Linked DNA regions of Mus musculus: region 1 is linked to region 2. A link is a contact called in public HiChIP or PLAC-seq data. All regions are on one chromosome and are shown on one strand. The core of a region is the stretch at or near the end of the contact, and the rest is flanking DNA. Distances in the headings are between cores, read along the strand shown. Region 1 holds the start of Alkbh8 (alkB homolog 8, tRNA methyltransferase). Region 2 holds the start of 4930433N12Rik (RIKEN cDNA 4930433N12 gene).

The links. HiChIP or PLAC-seq counts read pairs in DNA pulled down with a chosen protein or histone mark.
Region 1: a contact with region 2 is called in an H3K4me3 HiChIP or PLAC-seq map of stem cell-derived neural progenitor cells, with 49 read pairs. The contact joins the promoter of Alkbh8 here to the promoter of 4930433N12Rik in region 2. A contact is called at or near these places in 2 of 484 Hi-C or Micro-C datasets (both in embryonic stem cells) and 5 of 115 datasets of contacts at active chromatin or transcription factors (embryonic stem cells and stem cell-derived neural progenitor cells).

The regions. Positions count from the first base shown.
Region 1 is chr9:3,333,397-3,337,163 of GRCm38.p6, reverse strand. Alkbh8 (alkB homolog 8, tRNA methyltransferase) reads right to left here and starts at 1,933. Exons shown (of 12, transcript NM_026303.1): 1 at 1,914-1,933.
Region 2 is chr9:3,197,474-3,201,480 of GRCm38.p6, reverse strand. 4930433N12Rik (RIKEN cDNA 4930433N12 gene) reads left to right here and starts at 1,668. Exons shown (of 5, transcript NR_027988.1): 1 at 1,668-1,944. Gm31138 (predicted gene, 31138) reads right to left here and starts at 1,587. Exons shown (of 3, transcript NR_166724.1): 1 at 1,331-1,587; 2 at 461-627.

The DNA.
Region 1 (3,767 bases), core at 684-3,183, 140 kb before region 2:
GACAGTAGGAAAATGGCATTACTTCAGTTTCTTAGCAAACAAGTTAAGAGGTACAGTCAGTAAAGCAGGTTAATTGTAAATGATGATAGGACAATTCAGAATGAGAAGACCTGCACTAATCCACCTGTAGCAAGCAGAAATGTTAACCTAGTTTCTACTGGAGGCATAGAAGGAAAGGAAAGGAAAGGAGAGGGGAGGGGAGGGGAGGGGAGGGGAGGGGAGGAGAGGAGGGCAAGGATGAGAACAAAGTTCCCACAGGATCAATAGGCCTTGGCTGATTACTCAGATGTGAAGAACAGGGATCGGGTCAGTGCACAGCTGCTTGGATGCACCTGGCATGTGACAGGAGTAAGGTCACTATTAAATAGGATACTAGCCATCGCAGTTAGTTGTTCAGTTGCCTTCAGTCTGAGCAAATTCTCTGTTGGTAAGACGAGAACAAAGAAATAAAGGCTCTGCTACTAGTAAACTCTCAATATATCTTGTTGGATAGTACCCCAAGTACCAACTGTACTGTATCCGTGTCTGAGTTAGAAAATAGAGCTGTGGCTAGAGAGATGACTCTGGTTATATGTACTAGCTGCTCTTCCAGAGGACCCGGGTTCAAGTCCTAGCACCCACATAGTAATTCAAACCATTCACAACTCCAGTTCCAGATCTCACTCCTTCTTCTGGCATGTAGGTGGTATATAGATACACATGCAGGTGATACATGTCTTTTGAATTAATAAGCTATCCAAATTACATTATCTATTTAAAAAGAAAGCAGAGTTAAACATTAAGACTTAGAAAAAAATTACCGTTTCTGAATTACACACTCTATTTTTTCTTACACTCATTGTTTGTTATCTTCTGTAAGTGAATAGAAAGTTAAGTACATGAAGTAGTGATTTTGTCTGTATTATTCACCGGGTAGTACACAGCACTTAAACAGGATGTGATATGTAGTAGCGACTCATTAAATATACATATTTAAATAAACCTAAGCAGAATTTGCCATTTTAGCTATTAAACTCCGTAATTCTAATTTTGGCAGCCATCTTCAGCGATTTCCGTAACACCCACCGAGTGAGTATCCCAATTATCTGCATGTGTTGGAGTCAGAAACTCTCGTCTACAATCTTGGGTACCTGCTAAACAGCTAGAGACAAACGTTAAACGAAATCATCAAAACCACAGTCTGACACTACTTGACCCCAGAAGCAGAAGGACTGATCAAGAAAAAAATATAAGGCAGATGTGGGCCAAGAGTGCCTTGCATATCCGTGCTTCACAGAATTGATGCTTGCTGAAAAACGACTAAAAGCAAGGGTTGGTCTTCAACCCCTATGGCAGCTAATACAGACACCGCTAGGCATCCATCATATGCCAAACATAAGGACATTAGATCCTACCAGGGTTCCCAACGGCCTTACCTCCCCAACCCATAAACTGCACTCTTCGCGGTCTGAGTCGGCCCATGCTGGTCAGGACAGAGCAGACAGGGAGCTGAAAGGAGTAAGCCAGGATTTGCGATCCTCCATATCCCCAGGCCCCAATCAGGTGGCGTACACTTTTCTCTCTCCTCACCAGAAATGTTCACCTCCCAGCTGCTTTGTCAATCGCCAGCCTTCCCCGGTGCAGCCTGACCACCTATGCTCTGACACCCTTTCAACCGGACGCCGCCATGTTGCAGACAATAGTACTACATTTCCCATGAGTCCCTGGGGCTACCACAACCCCCTTCGGGACTCAAATTCTTTGTTGACCCTTTCTCCGCCAAATGTCTGTAAACTGCTGCTTGAAACAGAAAATTTGGCTGCTTTATTTGGGTGAATAGTAATCGTTGGAATAGGACCTACAACTATCACGTTACTAAATGCTAAACATTTGATCTTATACTCACAAATAACTGTAGTCTTAAGGGAACTTACCTGTGTAAACCACACCAATCGAAATGCAGAGCTGTAGAGTTCAGTCTCAACTGACATCTACAGCACAACTCCTATACCTCAGGCTTAGAACACTGCAGAGAAAATGGAGGTGGAGAAACGGAAGTTTACTGTGAATTGTGTCTCCTGGGAACATCAGAAGCCACACCCATAAAGTCTCTCTAGTGTGACTGCCTATACTGAACTGAACAAAGACAATGAAAACGGTTGTGTTTGTGTGGTCAGGCAAAGAGTCGAGAACGTCTAAACCCTACACAAAGAACAATATGCAAATAAGGAATTCTGAGAGCAAGAGAAATACTTTTCTCCAGGGAAGAGCACGCCAATTGTTTATCCAACAATGAATGATCAGCCTGAAAACACTTAAATACAAGAAACATTGTACAATTTGTATTAATGTATGTATGTACAATTAATAATAAAAGAGGTGATGAATTTGAAAGAGCAAGGACGATGGGTATAGGAGAGGGTTTGGAGGTAGGAAATGCAATGAGTAAATTATAATATAATCTAAAAAACCAGAAAGAGTAGAAACTCTAAAACAGAAGAAACTGGATCTACTTCAGGAAAGATATTTCAAAGTAAAGTTTAAATGGCAGAAAAATTAAAGACAATAATTATATCCCTATTATGAGATTGACTCATGACAAAAAAACAGTAACAGTATTGTTTTTAATTTGTAGTATTTACTCAACTCCACATTGTTAGGCCTCAAAGAAAGAGGGACAAATCACTGACTGAAGTGCCTACTAAAACATCAATGCAAATACTTGCAGCTCTCTGCAACATTACTCAGTACCTGTTGCTCCTCCCAGCACTGCTCACCTCTCCCCTTCCCCTAAACCTTTCCATCTCAGGGACTAACTTTCTGCTTCTTCCCTTCCCGACTTATTGATCTCCATATAACATAGCTATTTTGGACACTGGGTCTCTTGGCCTATTGGCTCCTATCTGGTTCTACTCCTGGCTCTTTCTTGGTACACTTGCATCCCTCTCTTCTCTCTTACCCCCTCCCAACCCCCCAAAGCCAAGCTCTGTCTGTTGGCCATGTTCAGTATAAACACTTCCAGATGTTTCTGGCTATTCTCTCCCTCATATCTACAATAAACCTCCTCTTCAAAACATACCTTGGGGCAGTCATGTTGTTTGATTTTTCCTATGAAGACTTGGGAACCAGATGCTGGGAAGAAAGCCTGCTAGCTCTGCGAGGCAGAGAAAGTACCCAGTTGACCTTCCTCCTCAGCCAATGTCCCAGAAGGAATACCCCTTAAAAAATGCCCACCTTAAAAAAAATCTTTTTTAAACTGAATTTTCTTCCTTCTTACTTCCTGTGTGTCTCTCTATCCATCCTTCTGACATACTCTTACTCTCTTTGGTTCTTTTCTCAATAATTCTATAGTCATTTCTTGTCAAGTGGTTGCTTTCTCTAACTCTTGACTTTATTTAATCCTGTTTACACTACTCAGACAGAAAGCTCTTGCATTAAAAGTATGTGCTAAGACTGAGCCACACCACCACCACCACAACAAAAAATTTCCAGTAAATCACATAATCTCAAGGTACACACAGTATGATTAAATATCCTTCAACATAGTCATGTTCTCATTTGTTTTTCATCCGGTGCAGAAACCACCACAGAAATAACACAAATTAGTTTCTTTTAAAGGTAGCTGGTCTCTCTAAATTATGCTGACTATTTGAATCTCTTAAGGTCTGTAGGGATAATTTCTTTCTGCTGACTTTTGCCACCTACCCATTTTGGCTATAAATTCTAGAGTCTTGATTCTTATCTATTCAACTATTCTCAACTACTTGGTAAGTGTCTCTCTGGCTCTT
Region 2 (4,007 bases), core at 419-2,918:
AACAAAACAAACGATTAAATGTCCCTAATCTTGAAAATCTGAAACTCTCCAGAACCTCTTGACTACTACAATGCAGTAAAGAAAAACTTTCATACAGATGAAACTTTTGTATAAATTAAAAATATTTTAATTATCTTCACACTATGGATTTCCTTATGCAATAATCCTTTCTTGCAGGAAAAAAAATGCCCTTTAAGATACACTTAAAAGTTACAGTTCTATGAGCCTTTAAGGCACAGATGAGAAATGTTTTGATAAATATTCTAGGGTCTGGAGAGATGACTCAAGAGCAGTAGTTGTTTTTCCAGAGACCTGGTTCAATTCCCAGCACCCACACGGCAGCTCATGTCTGTAACTCCTGTTTCAAGGGTTCCAAGGGTTTATACATACATATATATGTCATAACACCAATACACATATAATTGAAATAAAAAAAAATGAGTTTTTGTGAATAAGTTACCTGGATGCCCAAGAAATGAAATCCTTTAATAAGCTCTCCTGGCAGGCGGTAAGTCACCTTGTTTGGCTGTTCATCCTCTAAAGATTTTGTAGTCCTGTTGTGGTAATGAAGAGAGTGGAGTGTACAGCATGTACAAGTGCATGCTGGGAAGGAAATGATGAAAGAACCTAGCCAGGATGAAATGAAATTGATGAATTAATGAAAAAATAGTACCGAGAGAGTAAAATGCTAATACGATTATGAGGGAGCCTAAAATTATAACGGTAGGATGCAAATCTAAGTAAAATGATGAGTCTTAACTTTTGTCATCTCAAAGGCATTTTAAATTATCTTTATAAACCCTTGGAGACAGGGACTAAATATAATTTACACCACTCTTGGTTTTGGGGAGTAACTTTCATCTACATCCTTGAATAGCTGGTGTTCTACTCTTTGCAGGGTCCTGACAAAAGAAAGTCTATTGAGGTTTAGCACAAAATTGAGTTGCCTGAAAGAAGTCATCTGCAGCCTTGTGGCTTTGCCTTGGTGCTTGGTGCATTTGGCATATTGCTGGCACTGCCTGTGGACATTAGCTCCCGCCCATGCCCCAGCCCTGGGCACAATCCCTACACAAAAGTGATGCTCAGTGTGCTCCCTGGACACCTCAATGGCCCAGAGTACTAAGTTCTGAGGCCCAGCCAGCTTGCCCTAGACAAATGGTGCCTAAGGCCAATTTAGTGGACAACCCCTGTTCGATCCTTCAGGGGGTGACAGGTAAAGGTCCCCGAGGGGGAGGGGAGACTCTACTGTCTGGGAAAAGGGGTTCAGCTCCTTGCTGCTCACAGTGCCTTCCTGAGCCCGACAGGGTCTCCACTGCCGATCATCCTGTACCTACAACCTCTCCAGGGCCTCCCTGGCCTCCTCTCCCCTGGACTACGGGCTCCGTGTGCGAGAAGCCGCGTTACGAGTGGACGCTCCGAAATGCGACTCTGCTTCTGTGCCGGGTTATCACGACTGTCCGGAGCCACCGGCTTCCCACCCCTACCCAGTAAAGTTCACTGCTGGTCGCATGAAACTTGAGGACTTCTGGAAAGACCAGTGAGCTCTAGGAGAGGAGCGCCCGCACGTGGGAGGCGGGGCCTCGGTGTGAAGCCAGCGGTTGAGGGCGGAGCTCAGGGGCCCAGAGGGCAGATCCCGGAAGTGGAGAAATAGGCTGAGGGCGGGGCTTGTTGCGCGAGAGGCGGAGTCCAGAGGGGAGCAACAGTTATGAGGGCGGAACTTAGAAATGATGAAGGCGGAGCCAGGGTCTGTAGTAATTGGGCTGAGGACCGGGTTTAGGAGCGCAAAAAGTGGAGTCCAGGAGTAGAGGAAATAGATTGAGGAAGGGGCTTGGAGCATGAGAGGCAGAGTCCTAGTGTGGAGCAACAGGACAAGCGCGGAACTTAGGCAGGCAAGAGGCTGAGCCCAGGCCTGTGGCACCAATCTGGGGGCAGACTGTGTTGCTGGTGAGTGGTGCAACAACCTGAGGGATAAACTGAACAACCTGTGAGAGGCGGAGCCCGGGGTACAGTGGTCAGCTTGGGGTGAGGTTTAGAACTGCCAGACTCTGTGGCCAGTGCCCAAGCTAGTCGCTCTAGGCCATGGCAGGGAAGGGAGGAGCTGTGGGTGCTGTTTCCCAACCCCTCCGGGCAGGCGCTGAGCAAAGGGATCTATACCTACCCAGCGCACCACATTCCCACCCACCCAGCCGAGCTCCGGAAACTCGCGCGGGCTCAGGGGGTCAGAGTTGAAATCCCTCAGTGAGATTTGGAAGGTGCAGATCCTAGTTTGGGAGGCGGATGGAGACTTGGCCCCGAGGTTAAGAGCACCTGTTCTTGCAAAGGACCTGGGTTTTATTCTCAGCACCCAGGTCGAGACTCACCTAGGGTGGGAGGGAATGGAAGGCATGATGGGATGTTGCAGAGAGGTAGTGGAAAAGCAGAGAGATATGGAAGCCCTAACGTTTGTGCTGAGGCTAGGATGGTTCTGATGATTGGATATGTTGAAAATGATCTGTATGGGTCCAAGGAACAAATAACTATACGTCGATGAGTTGTAAAATCCCTGAAAGTTTCAAACATTGGTGTTAAACTCCTCAAGTATATATTAAAAGTGAGATTTTGAATTCAGTCAGAAACTCCCAGTGGGTGGCGCTCTGTGCCCTAGGTAGGTGAATGGGAGACTCAAAGATTTGTTGGGCCCCAGTTTCTACTTTGAAAATTATCAGCTAGAAGCAGCTGATCATAATCATGTTCTGCTTTGAAGTATGTGTTCTACCCTCCACTAGAATTGATATTTTGTTTTTATCTTTTCATTTTTACGACTGGAAGGTTTTTTGTTGTTACTGGTACTGTAAGTTGGCAGAGTGCTGGCTCCCCATCAGTGAGGTCCTGGATTCAGTCCCAGCTCTGAAGAAAAACAGATGTACTTGAAAACTTGTTCTTGAACTTTGATTTTGTTTATCTGGGTATATTTAAATATATGCTATATATTATACTTGGTATGGGAGAATTACTTCAAAGACAGAGTAAGTCAGTTCTATCTCAAAAAGTTAAAAAAACTTGCAAAGAAACCTAATAACCTATTTCACTTTTGCCTTATTCTAACTTCTTAAACATACATGTCCTAGTTTCCTTTCTATTGCTGCGATAAAACACTCTGACCACCATCAGCCTAGGGAAGAAAGGGTGTGTTTGGCTTACATGTCTGGGTCACATCCATGTTTGAATGAAGTTAGGGCAGGAAGGAACCTGGAGGGAAGACCCGTGGAGGAAAGATGTTCCAGCCGTGCTCAGTTAGCTTCCTTGTTCAACCCAGGGAATGATGACACCCACTATGGGCTGAGCTCTTCTGTATTAATTAAGATAATGAGGACAAGCTCTCATATACATGCACACGGGCCAATTTTATACAGATCATTACTCAGTTGAGACATTTTTTCTTTTTCTTTTTTTTTCTTTTCTTTTCTTTTCCTTTCTTTCTCTCTCTCTCTCTCTTTCTTTCTTTCTCTCTTTCTTTCTTTCTTCTTTTTTTTGATACCTCTAGGCAGTGTCGAGTTCACAGTTAATAATAACTAGAATAATAATCCTTTTTTTCCCATTGTGTCAAATGTGGGTGTTTCAGGCCTGACTGGTCCAGTAAGAATGTTGCATCATTGGGCATGTTAGAGCTCATCTTTAATACTAGAACACATGAGGCAAAGGTAAAGGGATTTCTATGAGTTATAGGCCAGCCTGGGCTACATAGTAAGTTTCAGTACAACCTGGAGTACATAGAGAGACCCTGTATCAAAGAAAGAAAGAAAGAAAGAAAGAAAGAAAGAAAGAAAGAAAGAAAGAAAGAAAGAAAGAAAGGAAGGAAGGAAGGAAGGAAGGAAGGAAGGAAGAAAGAAAGAAAGAAAGAAAGAAAGAAAGAAAGAAAGAAAGAAAGAAAGAAAGAAAGAAAGAAAGAAAAGAAAGGATTAATGAGCATTGATTTGGAAGAAAATGGGACCCATAGGCTCATAGGGAGTAAGTAGCACTATTAGGAA